2 separate regions of the Sus scrofa genome follow, and region 2 is linked to region 1. Evidence: chromatin contacts called from public Hi-C data. All regions are on one chromosome and are shown on one strand. Each heading gives the region's core, a stretch centred on a gene start, on an enhancer-like site or on the middle of the called end of the contact. The rest is flanking DNA. Distances are from core to core; before and after follow the strand shown. Region 1 overlaps SLC25A26 (S-adenosylmethionine mitochondrial carrier protein). Region 2 overlaps SLC25A26 (S-adenosylmethionine mitochondrial carrier protein).

Evidence for each region. Hi-C and Micro-C count contacts between places; a contact is called where the count stands out from the background.
Region 2: a Hi-C map of fetal skeletal muscle shows a contact between it and region 1, with 1.8 times the contacts expected there. The contact joins two enhancer-like sites. A contact is called at or near these places in 1 of 5 promoter capture datasets (liver), 9 of 47 Hi-C or Micro-C datasets (alveolar macrophages, embryonic fibroblasts, epiblast stem cells and 6 more) and 1 of 2 datasets of contacts at active chromatin or transcription factors (skeletal muscle).

What each region holds. Positions count from the first base shown.
Region 1 is chr13:47,798,946-47,805,672 of Sscrofa11.1, reverse strand. All of the region lies in intron 5 of SLC25A26 (S-adenosylmethionine mitochondrial carrier protein), which reads right to left. Among named protein-coding and RNA genes, the nearest start is that of SLC25A26, 59 kb to the right of the region's middle. Within about 2 kb of position 3,857, at least 7 of the 83 cell types and tissues checked have an H3K27ac peak or open chromatin away from gene starts, as enhancers often do. A contact at or near this core is called in fetal skeletal muscle, where this site is marked.
Region 2 is chr13:47,901,485-47,908,499 of Sscrofa11.1, reverse strand. SLC25A26 (S-adenosylmethionine mitochondrial carrier protein) reads right to left here. Exons shown (of 10, transcript XM_003358494.5): 8 at 6,635-6,699; 9 at 5,528-5,601; 10 at 1-678. The coding sequence ends at 561. Among named protein-coding and RNA genes, the nearest start is that of LRIG1, 120 kb to the left of the region's middle. Within about 2 kb of position 2,464, at least 19 of the 83 cell types and tissues checked have an H3K27ac peak or open chromatin away from gene starts, as enhancers often do. A contact at or near this core is called in fetal skeletal muscle, where this site is marked.

The DNA.
Region 1 (6,727 bases), core at 2,608-5,107:
CCTCTAACACTCAAAAGTTGTGTTCTACTCCAAGTTAAGAGATTTGGTCCAAGTCTCACAAATATACTAATATTTTATTTTCCACGGTTTACTGAAAAAATCTTAGAGCAACGAACAGTGAATTTATCTGCAAAACATGAACAGGAAGCAAGTGTAACCACAAATACAGGCTTTGGAATCAACACAGGCTGTGCCTCTGCTTCCAGAGCTGACAATATACTATACATATTAGCTGTATTGTTTAACTTTGCCAAGCCTCAGGCTACTGATAGGCTAAAAAACAAAAATAAAAAGGTTAATACCTTACAGTTTAATCTTAAGATTAGAAAAATGTAATTAAGTAAAGTACATGATCCTAGAATTCAAATTAGAACTATTATCATGATATGACCCCAGGGAAATATGCTACCAGGTAGTAAAACCCACAGGTAAACACTTAAAATAGTTCTTTGAAATGACTCCCTGCAACCACAATCTTTGACTTTACACATTAAAATTACTGATTTTACCTTCGTATTTGGTTTTCTTAACACAGATAGTTTCTTTTTTAATACCTCTTATAAGATGCTGTGTGCTCATATTGCAAGACGGTGTTCAAACCTAAGAACCTCAAAAGTAATTTTTACCCAGTGTTCACTGTACATAATTTGCACATACCTGACAAAAGATTTTCATCACAAATAAACTGTTTGCTATTTTCATATGTCATTTCAAAAAGTGTTTTACATATATAAAATATTCATAGAAACAACCTCTAACAAGAAATGACAAAATTAAAATAAGGGCTATGTGTGGAAGGCACAAGAATATCAGGAAATGTGATGAGAAAAGACAAGGAGAAAATTAAGCTCACTGAGAGTGCAGAAAGTTGAGACGGCAGAAAACCACTAACATGCCTGGGAATTAGGTGAGGACTCCATAATTCTTGCCAAATTCATCCGCACCTGAGCATCCGTAGGCGATTTTAAATATCCAAGTACTTAAAGTTGGTCTACTTCTGAAAAGTGGGATCAAGGAACTGGTCTGTTCACTAATTATTTTCTGAGTGTGCTGTATGTCAAAGACTCTACTAGGTGCTGGATTAATAGTAGGAAGGAAAACATGCAAGAGGCACTTGCCCTCAATGTGCAGATATTCTTGTGCAGGGAGGAAGGCAGGAAATAAATTTGTAAACAAGAAATGAAGATGATTTCAGATCATCTTGGTACCTGCTGGGGTACCTGAAGGATGAGAACAAATGCAAGTAAGTAGAATGACATGTATGTATTAAGTCACTGTTCTCCATGATATCACTACCGAAGCGGATTTTCTGTTTATGTCCTCGGATTAACTTCTTTTTTTCCTTTTTCAACTGCACCCATTGCATACGCAGGTTCCCAGGCCAGGGACTGAATATAAGCTGCAGCTGCAACCTAGCCACAGCTGCAACCTAGCCACAGCTGCAGCAATGCCAGATCCTTAACTCACTGCACCAGACAGGGGATCAAACCAGCACTGCCACAGAGACAACACCAGATCCTCAACCTGCTGCACCACAGAGGAAACTTCTTTTTTTTTTTTTTTTATTTTTTTTTTATTTTCCCACTGTACAGCAAGGGGGTCAGGTTATCCTTACATGTATACATTACAATTACAGTTTTTCCCCCACCGTTTCTTCTGTTGCAACATGAGTATCTAGACATAGTTCTCAATGCTTTTCAGCAGGATCTCCTTGTAAATCTATTCTAAGTTGTGTCTGATAAGTCCAAGCTTCCGATCCCTCCCACTCCCTCCCCCTCCCAGGAAACTTCTGATTAACTTTTCTTCATGTAGACTTCTGGTTACTGAGAACTTATTTTCCCCAAACTCCTGGCACTAAGATCTACTTAAAGATTTTTTTAAAAAGAAAGATAAAATACGGACGATTCATTTTAAACATACGTATTTTCTCTTCTCTGAAAAATCTGTCTGCATATAAAATGCAAAATACACAGCTCACCATGGGGGCTAATATCATGGGCTCTCAAGTCCTCAGTTTCCCCCTTTACTGGATGAACCACAGCCTTACTAAGTCTCAGTTTCTACAAAGCAGGGATCATGTTCTGGGTCACTGTGAAGACTGTATGAAGCTAAGAACTTAGCATAATGACTGAAACATTGTAAATACTTGGAAAGTATCTGCTATTATTTCTATTGCGTTTACATATTTTTTAAGGAAAGGGTCTGCCTATGACCATATCCACGGAGATATTCTGAGATCTTAATTTTAAAATGAAAACTATAAAAAAAAAAAGGTAACTTTGAAATAAACTGTTTTCAGAATAATAATTACAAAGAGAATAACAAGTATTTTTAAAAAGACCTCCCACACTGACGCCCACAAGAACAAAAGTGGAAGGAAAAGAATGAGAACAGACATCACAACTTACAGAGGGGAATTAGTTGTGCAAAAAACTGCAATCCAGACAAGTGCCCTGGATGTGAACAAGTGGGGCCCCAACTATGGTGAAGTCAAGGGGTGTATGAAATAATGTCCCTCCTGAAGGAATTGAGTTTGAAATACAAGGACTTGAATAGAGGGAATACAGCAGACACTGTAGGATGGCAACTCAGCAAAGGGAGTCCCAACCCCCTCTCTGCCTGCCTTCACCTACCACACTGAAAAGCTGCACACACACTCAACTTCCCAACCCACACAACTCTGGACAGCCTTAGACACCTGGCCTATGAAACCTTTTGTTTTCTAAGAAAACACAATGACAGAGGATGCCTCCTGTCCTTCCCACTTCTCCATGCTTGGAAAGGGGCCATGATGCCTAATGGTGAAGCAGCCATTTTGACACCATGAGTAAATCAGCCAAGAGTATTAAGGTTCGCCAAGCAGAATGAAATAGCCTGGATCTTTGCTGTCCTCATTTAACCTATACCAGTGTGAGAGTGACCAGCTCCAGATTTCTTGTTACAAGATGAGAAAAAAAAAAATTTTAAGAAAAACCATATTTAGTTCAACCACTGTAGTCACATTTTGTTATTTACAGCCTATATGCCGTCTAAATGAACACACAAATATGAAGAAACAGAGTATTTCAAGAGATGAAAATCATAAAGGAACATCATGAGGCTACTTCAACATTATGGTTGATGATGCTATGGTTTATGATGCTAACATTTAAAAAGAAGATTTAAGAAAATTCCCCCCTTTATCCAAGAGCTTTCCTATATGTTTACACTGAAGACTCACGGTATTGATTTACTTCCCAGTACACCCTATACACAGGAACTGGTACCCCTTCCAGACAACACAGCAAACATGCAACAATGGAAATATGAGGCCTTTTCAAAACTGTACAGTGCAAATGAAATCTGTCCAAAGAACAAAAAAAGTAAATAGCAGCTGGTTCCATGTAAACAAAACATGAGAAAATATGCACTAAAGGGCTAAAGTAATTTTTCTACACTAAGATAATTTTACTAAATTGTTCTTTCTAAAAATGCTTGTTTATTTAAGAGATGATGAAAAACTGTAGGCTAAAATCTATATTTGAGGAGTAATAATTTTACGTTCTTTAAAGAATGAACTATTGTCCATTCCTCAAAGACCATTCTATGGTAAAGTTACAATAAAGTAAATCTAATTAGGTGACTCATTTTATAAACTGCTTGTGATTAAAGGCAATATTTCATTTTCATTTGTTTAATATTCCCATTAATAAGAATGTCTCATTGCACATTTACTGAAAGCCTGAACAATAATACAATGGCCAAATTCCAAGAGCAAACGGATTTTTTTTCTTTTCCCATGAAGCCAACAGTATGGAATTTTAACAGATGTTCTATTTGGTCATAGTTAATAAAATGAATTACATAGGATTAAAACAAAGTTCAATATGTTTGCACTGGATTTTAACTGAAAAACAATTTCACATTAAAAGTTGGGAAAGATTTATAATCACTTATTTTCAGCTTTACAGTGAATTGCTAAGATGTGGGGGGCAGTCAATTAATGAGTTTTCTAATGAAATGAGGCTTCTAAAAACTATTTGTTCAAGGTTTAGGAAGACCGAAATCTTAGCAAAGTATACACTCCTTGGTACTTCACTGCCTATGTAACACAGAGTCTCACACTATGGTCTATCTATCAAAAGGAGAGCCATGAACCGGCGTAATTCCAAGTGCCCTCAGAGCTCACCCAGCATCCTGAAATGGTCCTAGAGTCTAGCTGCATCAGAACAAAAACCAATCAAACTGAAATGAATGAAAAATACAACCAATACTGACTGAGTGCTGACTCTGGGCAAGAAGTTGGGCCAGAGACTGCGCATATGACCAAAAGTAAGAGCTTAATTGCACCTTCAAGAGGAACTTGCTTGCTGTCTAGGACATGAAAGCATAATTACATGTAGCCAGCCAGAAGTGCAATGGAAAGACAAACCAAAAGAAAAAGTTAGAGATAAAGCCAAGACAGGTTCATACAAAGGCACTCAGAGATACACACAGTGCTGACACAAGGAGGAAAGTTCTCAATGAGAGAACACCTTGTTTTCTCTTCGTAAAATCATCAAAGCAGGAAAAAAAATACACATACTTAAGAATAGTAAATAAGTAGAAGTTACAGCTACAGCTGCCTGAAAACATTTTCAGTGGAAAACATTCAAGTGTTGCAATCTTAGAAAGAAAGCCTTCCTCTAAGTGGGTAATCTTATTTGGAGAAAAAATTCCAGTAAATTACCAACCTCACTCCAAAAAGAATAATCATAAACATTTTCCAACCCACTTACATCAGTGATTTTTGATCAGTTAAACCATCAACTAGGGTAGCTGTACATTATTACAAGCAATATGCTGTTTTTCCTAGAGAAATAGCCAGTGAACATAAAATCAGTTGCAGGATGCAATTTGTTAACTGAATAAACAATTGCATTCTACAAGACACTTGGATTAAAAAACTCTCCCACTGTAGCTGAGAAGTTTCATAAGCACTAATAGCAAGCTGGCCTCTAGTTCAAATATACCTATTGTTATTCGGAATCATGAAATGGCACTCACACGTGTACATGCGACAGATCAAGGCTGTATACCTGTTCAAGAACCTGACAGCCCAGAGGCAGGTTTCTTCATCTCTGAGCCTCCCAGCAGGCAAGAACAATCTATGCAAAATTCCTAGTGCAGATGGGCAAACATGGGCTCAGAGAGGTTAAGTAACTTGCCAAGAGCAGTCAGCCAGCAAGAGACAGTGCCATTCCACACAGAGATGTCATTTCCTGCCAAAAGCCCTTTCGGTTACCAAGAACACTATTAATCATAGGGAACATTTTCTGAACACATAACTATGTGACAGGGTCTGAGGAAAGCACTTCATGTGGATCTCTTCATTTAATTCTCACCATAACTTCAATGTTATTCATCAGTTCACAGTAAAGGAATAAAATCGTTCTCAGATACACGTCTACATGACCAGTCTCACTTAAAATTAGAACTACAGTGAGAACATTCTACACCTTTGAGATTGCCTGTACCATTGTTGAGGCAGAGGAAAAGAGAGAACTCCCACAGTGTGGGCAAAATGATTGACTGGTACTTAACAGGAAGGGCAATTTGGCAATATGCATCAAATTTTCTTTTTTTTTTTTTTTTAGGGTCGCACCTGCAGCATATGGAGGTTCCCAGGAGCTACAGCTGCCAGCCTATACCACAGCCACAGTAACACAAGATCTGAGCCACATCTGCGACCTACAACACAGCTCATGGCAATGCCAGATCCTTAACCCACTAAGCCAGACCAGGGATTAAACCTGCAACCTCATGGTTTCTAGTCAGATTCACTGCCACTGCGCCACAACAAGAACTCTATTATATGCATCAAATTACAAACACCATACATCTTAACCAAGAAATTCCACTCTTCAGCATGTAACCTATAAACACCCTCAACCATGAATGAAATGATATGGGGACAATACTACTCACTGTAGTACATGTGCACACTCACCAATGAGGAAGTAGTGGTACAAGGATTCGTTTATAAAATGGAGTCCTATCCAATCATAAAAAAGAGGGCATGCTTCTTATAAAGTGATATAAAATGATCTCCAAAACACTTTGGTTAAAAAAGAAATAACTGCACACCTAGGATAGGGTGGCTCCAGAAAAACACACAAGAGATGTATATATAACATGAAACCTTTTGGGAAAAAGGAACTGAGTGGGTAGACAACAGCACTGGAAAAGCCAATTTGAAGGGTAATCCTTAAAGCTTGATTCCTAAAGTCTTCTGTTTCCAGCCACTAGATTAGGGGAAATTCTCACTGCCTGAAATACACAAAAGGGGAAACTAGGTTTGGACAGCTGTCATGTCTCCTTGCCAGTGAACTCTGCAATCAGAGTGGGGAATTTTGCACCTAAAGGGACAGATTGAGGGCCTCAGGGAACTTACAGAACAGGATGAGTGGCTTGTTCTGGCCCGCCTGAGTGCTTGATTTTGACTGCATGTGCAACAGAATTGGATGGGAGACTTCAGTTATTGACCCCTGGGAGTGAAATTGGAGCAAGAGGGGGAGACAATCCTCAGCTATCTGTAATCTGTTTAGCAGCTACACGCATCTACCATCTACCAAAAAGAGGCCAGGAGTTACTCATTACCAAAATGGCAGCATCCTGCATTGAGGCCACTCCAATCAGCACCTCACTGTCAGATTCATGCAGATAATAGCCAAAAACAAGTAACTTATTCTCCAAACTACAGTGGACA
Region 2 (7,015 bases), core at 1,215-3,714, 100 kb before region 1:
TTGCCTGTGAAATAACACTATTGTGTTTTTACGAGTGAAATCTGAGGGTAATTAAGAACAGCAGCTTACTGTGCACCTGTAGTTCATTCTTTTTACACTAGGCTGTGAGCTTATGCAATTGGAATTAACCCAGGGGAGAAACCCACCCACATCCCCAACTTTCCCCCCTAGGTCTCCATCCTTTACCCATTCTTTTAAAATTATAACCATCTCTGCCTCTGGCTGCAGCCACCGTCAGGTGGCAGGAAGCGAAAGATTAGATACAGATCAAATGAGGGCTCTGTAGGGCCTGGACTCAGCGCTGCCACACTTATTTATTAAGGGGTTCTGAGAAAATTGTTCCAAGTACCGCTGTGGACATCATTTTCTCTCTCTGGCAAAGAGGCTAATGACGTCATTCCCACCAGCCTGTAGCACGGAAGATGCATTCTCAGTGTCGAAATCTGAGTAGAACTGGGTTTTCGCGCCGTGTTTTGTTCCGATGGCCGAACAGCTGCTCACTGGAAGGGAGATGGTTCTCACAGCAGGACCCATTCTTGAGAGAAGGGGCTGTCTCTGAGTCACGGCCTTTCTCGGCCAAGTTCCAAGACAAAGCTGCGAGTTCGGTCATAAGCACCAAGAAAGATGAAACCTCCCAGACTGATTGCTGCCATTCGGGGTAAGACACCTGCAAATAATCTAGGGGGGAAAAGGCAGGAGGAAAGATTTTTTTCAAATTGTGTGTATAAAAAAGGTTAAATTCCAACACCCACAGCTTGCTCAACTCCACACACCAGCTCATTAAACCCCACACAGCACTTAAAATGTGTGTTTTTCCTTTCAGAGTGGCACTGAATTACATTCCCAAATACACTTGCTGAAGTTGGAGCCCAGCTGTTTGCTGGCTGAATCAGCCAAATACCAAACAGCTTACTTGTGAGCACCTACACTTAGGTCCAGCAATTAGTCGAGATGCAGTAACTCTGTCCCCGCAATAGTTAAGTCTTTCACACCATTTCTTTGAGAGAAGATGAAATCAACTTTTTAATAAAGGAGTCAAAAGGCTGAATCCTAGCGAAGGCTGCAGGGTTCCGCCCACCCCAGGAAGCTGAGGTGGGCCCCGGCTCTTTGGGGAGATTCCTGGACAACTGTGCTGCTCCTCCCTGGGACTCACTCCGGCAGAGACCCATGGCGTGATGCCACAAAGGGCATAGAGTCTCCAGGGATTCTCGGTTCTCCCTCCCTGAAGGACAGGAAAGGCAATGGGCTCCAGCTGGGAGGGGGCGCCGCATTACAGGCTGATCCTCATGCACCACACAAGGCCAGTCACCATCAAGTTACAACTTGCGAAATATGCAAAGAAATGCAAAGTAAAAGAACAAGTTACAACTTGCGAAATATGCAAAGAAATGCAAAGTAAAAGAACAATGTTACTGGGGAGGCAAACTTTAAAACCCACAGTGGTGCACAGGTATTTGTTCAAAGATGGTCATTGTGGCATTGCTGGTAAGAGAAAAAAACTGCAAAGAACCTGCTCTCTGGTCACATAAATTCGGGTATGCTATACATACATGGGAGACTACACAGCTTTAAGAATAAGGTCATTCCTGGGGACCAACACAGAACGTGCACAAAATAGGTTCTGAAAGAAAGCCCAAAGCTGTACATATAATACGACTGCTTGTTGGACAAACATGGCCATGATGTGTCAACGTTCTCTGGAGGCTGGGAGGACAGGACACCCTCCCTACCTATACTTCTGTAATAATGGAAACTGTTTTACCAAGAGGAGTACTTGTGTAAGCAGAGAACAAAATGAAAAATATGAAAAAATCAGAACATGTGGATTTACTACAGAAAAGAGGGATGGAATCTAGGGAAGAAAACTGAAAATGATGAGGGTTAGGCCAACAGGATTCTGTGTAGCCTTGAAGGTCTGGGGAGACCTTCATGCTAAGCTAAAGGGAATGGGTGGCTTCCCAAGAAACAGGCCAGGAAGGAATCCCCTGTAGCCTGGATGCTTCCTTTCTGCGTACCTCCTGGGAAAGGCCAATGTGCCCCCCGACCCCCACCCCCAGGGAGCACTCTGCGCTTCTGAGGAAAATGGACCTGAGAATAGTTTCAGGGGGCCCAGATTTTAGTTAGCTAATTAAGGACTTAAATCATCAAGTAACGTCCTACACAAAAGAACCTCTATTTCTTGTCTACATGAAGATTCTACAGAAGACCAAAATACACTTGTAAGGAAGAAAGTTGTTCAGCTCAACGCTGTGCAAATTGTTTTTGCACGAAGTGGCTGGTGAAAGCAAAAACCCCTAAATTATTGCTCTGAGGCCACTGTGCCTTCTGGCTCAGAAAAGAGATTCATCTACCTGCCTCTACCCCACAGAGAGAAATGCTGGAAGGGAGGATAGTAGGAACCCGGCTGTGCAAGAGCACATTTGCCACAAAACTCACCCTGCCTCCCTGACTTGCTTCTACAGCCAATGCCTTGTTAGGCTCCACTGCTAATGAGCTCAGCTGCTCCAAGCGAGGGGCAGATGGAAGCAGTTTATGGTTTCGCTGGATGACAATTGAGTCTGTTAAGATAATTACAGCCTTAAAGTAGAGTAATTTGCTCAGTGAGCACCCCAACCAGACTCGGAGGCAAAGACTGGAGCAGAGCAGGGCTGTGCTGGAGGGACCGCACCAGGGCTAAAGGAACAAACGGTCGTGCCCTGAGCAGAGGGCCAGGCACCATGCAGGGCACAGCAGTAGGGACAGGGAGGGCACAAGCAAGAAAAACAAAAGGCCAGGTGATGAGGTGAAGAAAGGAGGTGGGAGCAACTCGTGATAAGCCGGCTTCCCATCTGTTTTCAGGCTGTTGGACTGGATGAGCGTATGGTATTTTTATTTCTGAGAAGCCAGCTGGCCCAAGGGCACAGCTTCCAAATCTGTGCCGGAACGTGGTGCTCCCCCGGGTAACCAACAAGAAGAGATCGAAGCAGCACCACTTTAATTTGTGCTGAAGACAGCACCAGCCCTCCGCAGGTGGGCAGCCCGGACTGGCAAGGTGACCTGAATAAACTGGCAAGTGTGTCAGGGTCGCAAGGGCTCTGCATGGGGGATGGATGGCTGGGCCAGGCCAGGGAGGCCTAGGACCGGCTGTTTCTGTTTGGAGGTGGGGGGGCAGTGTTTGCTGGCTTCTCATTACAGTTCTCTTGTCAAATTATTGGCTGTCTTTTATCACGTTAATAGGAAGCTAATGAACAGTGTGGTTAGCTGCTGGAAATACTCTGCCAAGGACCACGTGGTGATTGCTAACGAGAACCCAAGACTTAGGATAAGTGAGAATCCAAATTACCCTTTCAGGGGTGACAGTGGGGACAGGAATAGGCCCTCAGCATGTTGATGACACCTGGCCTCTGTGGGTAATTCAGGCACTGCCTAGTTAGCTAACACCAAGTATTACCACCCCTGGGGCAGGAAGATTTAGTTTCAATCATCTCCGTGAGGTAATTCCTTCTCCACAAGCTTTTGGTGGCTATGGTTCTGGCAATCCTGCCATTTCTGCTGTCACAACTATCTCAGGAAAGGCAGATGGGCTGCAGCTCCACACTGACTCCACGGCCAAGGTCAAGAGCATGTGTTTGACCAATGGTTGCCAGAGATTCTAATAAGAACTATATAGAAACAAATGAGAATACCACTCAGCAACTGACTTTATGACCCTAAAAGCCACTTCACACACCACCTTTGTGTGGCATGCATCACTGACTCAGGACAGAGAGAGATCCCCCTGCCCCCCAGGCTCAGTCAGTCCTCTCTGGTAAACCCAATCCTCATCTCCAATACTTTGTCCTGCAGGCAACCAGCACTAAGCCAGGAGAGATGGCACATTCAACACAACTATATACAGCGTTACTTTTTTTTTTTTTTTTTGGCCATAGCCATGGCCATAGAAGTTCCTGGGCCTGGGATTGAACCTGAGCCACAGCAGTGACGATACCAAATCCCTAACTGCTAGGCCACCAGAATCTCCCCAATGTTACCTATTTTATTTGTCTCTTTAGGGCTACACCTGAAGCATATGGAGGTTCCCAGGCTAGGGGTTGAATTGGAGCTGTAGCCACTGGCCTACACCACAGCCACAGCAAAGTGAGATCCAAGCTGTGTCTGCAACCTTCAGCACAACTCACAGCAATGCCAGATCCTTAACCCACTGAGTGAGGCCAAGGATTGGACCCACGTCCTCATGGAAGCTAGTCAGATTTGTTTCCACTGAGCCACTGAGCCACAACGGGAACTCCAATGTTACCTATTTTAAATAGAGGATGAGGCCATTCTGCAAAACCTTGCTTGCAACCTGACCAACCTGTGTCATGTGCCCTAGACAGTCAACTAGCTGAAAAAAAATCTGCCAAGTGGACACAAAACTACAGTCAAATGGACACAGCACCAGGAAGAGGAGGTGGCACCACTGTGGCTTTACTGTTTTCAGACCAGCCTTGTCGCTAGGCACCCCCAACCTTCCCCTGAAGGAGGCTGCTGCTTTGCTCTCTCAGAAACATCCCTGGGAGATGATTCCAAAGAGATTTCACTACCTGTACAGATCCCAGCCTTGAGACAGGTGTACAAGTTCATGTTGTAAAAGCGATGCTGAAATAGCATTTTGAAGACAGCTTTGTGGACACTGTTCTAGCAGCTGAAACACGTAGCTGATAAAAAAGCAGTGGGCTTCAAGGAAATGATCCCCCACCATGGTATGTTGAAAGTAATAACTAGTAATAGTTAAAAGTGCCCCAAACCACAAATACTTTCTCTTTTTTCCCCCTTTGTTTTTATGGCCACACCTGTGGCATATGGAAGTTCCTGGGCTAGGGATCAAATCAGAGGTGTAGCTGCCGGCCTATGCCGGATCCTTAACACTGAGCAAGGCCAGGGATTGAAGCCACATCCTCACAGACGCTATGTCAGGTTCTTAACTGGAGGAGTCACAATGGGAACTCTCACAAATGCTTTCCTCTAACAATGCTACTCCTGCGTTATATTGCTGCAGTCAGAATCCAGCAGGGGCCATACCCCTGAAGTCATCTAACATCGAGAATAGAAAATGAACAGCACATCAACTTGGCTGTGCAGTTAATGTTGCACATCTCACACAAGCAACATTAAATGTAAGGAGTTCCTGTCTGGCTCAGTGGTAATGGATCTGACTAGGATCGATGAGGACATAGGTTCCATCCCCGACCTTGTTCAGGGGGTTAAGTATCCCTGTTGCCATGAGCTGTGGTGTCGGTCACAGGTGCGGCTCGGATCCCGCACTGCTGTGGCTGTGGCATAAGCTGGCAGTCTGCAGCTCTGATTTGGTCCCTAGCCTGGGAACTTCCATATGCCATGGGTATGGCCGAAAAGCAAAAAAAAAAAAAAAAAAACCCAAAAAAACAAAAAGTAATCAACCAGGACAAAAGCAGAAGGAAAGAAAGGTGGTTTGTTTTTTTTGTTTGTTTGTTTTTCTTCTGATGCTGGGCTAAAGGAGGAAGGGCTGGGCCTTCCCTTCTGGACTTACCCTGACAGCCCCTGCATCCGCCAGACCCCGTGCAGGGCAGAAAGTACATTCCCAGTAGCAGTGCTGGAACCTGCCTGCACAAAAAGACAAAAGAGGAAGCCATCACCTTCTGAAACTCCCCCACTTACGGCAGGTGCCCAGAGACCCTCAGATGCACGGATCCCCCTGCACCCTCACTGAAGACACAGTTTCAGGCAGACTGGAGTTTCTCAGGCATCAGGACCTCTGGGTCTTACAGACCAGAAGTCCTCACATTCACACTCACACTGATTCGGCTCAATCCCCACCAGAAGTAGCTTCTGCAGGTAATTTTTCTCACTGTCAACCCAGGAGCAGAGCTTTCCCAGGTAATTCATGTACAACTATTTAACAGAAAAAAAGATCAAAAGTGGTATTAACTGACTGATCTGACAAGAATGGGGAATAATAATAATTATAAATGGTACAATTAAGCAACTTATCCAAGTGGTTAATAAACGCATTTAATAAAGAGTACTCTGCTCAATTTAAAACAGGCTTTTCCCTATCAACCTACAAACTACAATTCTGCCCTTATTTGTTCCACTTTTCCACAAAGGGTATGACTTTTCATTTTTTACTGTTTTGGTCCAGGTAGGTTATTATATATGGCATTCCCTGAAGTCTCAATCCAGCTTTTAAAAATTTTTGTCTTCTTAATGACATTTCTGAGCAATTCAGAAAAATGTCCTAATTCATCCAGTTAAGGCTTAACAAGCATGATGGAAGGATAGAGCCTCTGGCTTACTTGCTGCAGGGCGTGGGGCAGGCCAACTCTCAGAGCCTCAGGTCTGTGAAAACATTCTTTGAAGCTAGTACTACCGGGCAGAGGCCCCACCAGCCCTACCTGCTTACATAATACAGGTGAGAATGACTTTGAAAAGGCAAAATGCTGCCCAGACATCCTTCACAGGGATTCCACTGGATGCTGCTTTGTCCAATGGCAGTTTCACTACTGGTTCAACAGGCAGCACAACACTGCTAATTACAGGCGTTAGGCCACTTTTGTTCACTTTATATACATATAAGCCCTAGTGCTAATAAAGACAAGCATCTGTGGCATCTACATTACGTTATTTGACCACTTACCTTTGCCAACATGATTCTTGTTTTTGCCACGTCCAGGGGCGTGGTGACTGCAGCTGCAAACCCACCTGTGCATATAAAAACACCCAACACATAAGTGAGGTATTGTTTACTGCGTCGCATGGTATTTCATAATTTCTATTTTATAATTCCTCATAACTCTGCTCCAAATATGTCCTTATCATTAAGTCTGCTTGACTGACTGAAGAATAGGATGCTCATGCACAAAGTCTTTACCCACACGCTTCCCTGCTTTTCTGGTGATGCCTCACCAGACATAAAAGAGGGATGACGAGATCATGTTTTACACACGCAGGTAGGAAAACAAGGCCTCACAATGTGTCCTGCTCGCTGGGGGAGCAGCAGAGCAGCCCGTGTGTGTAC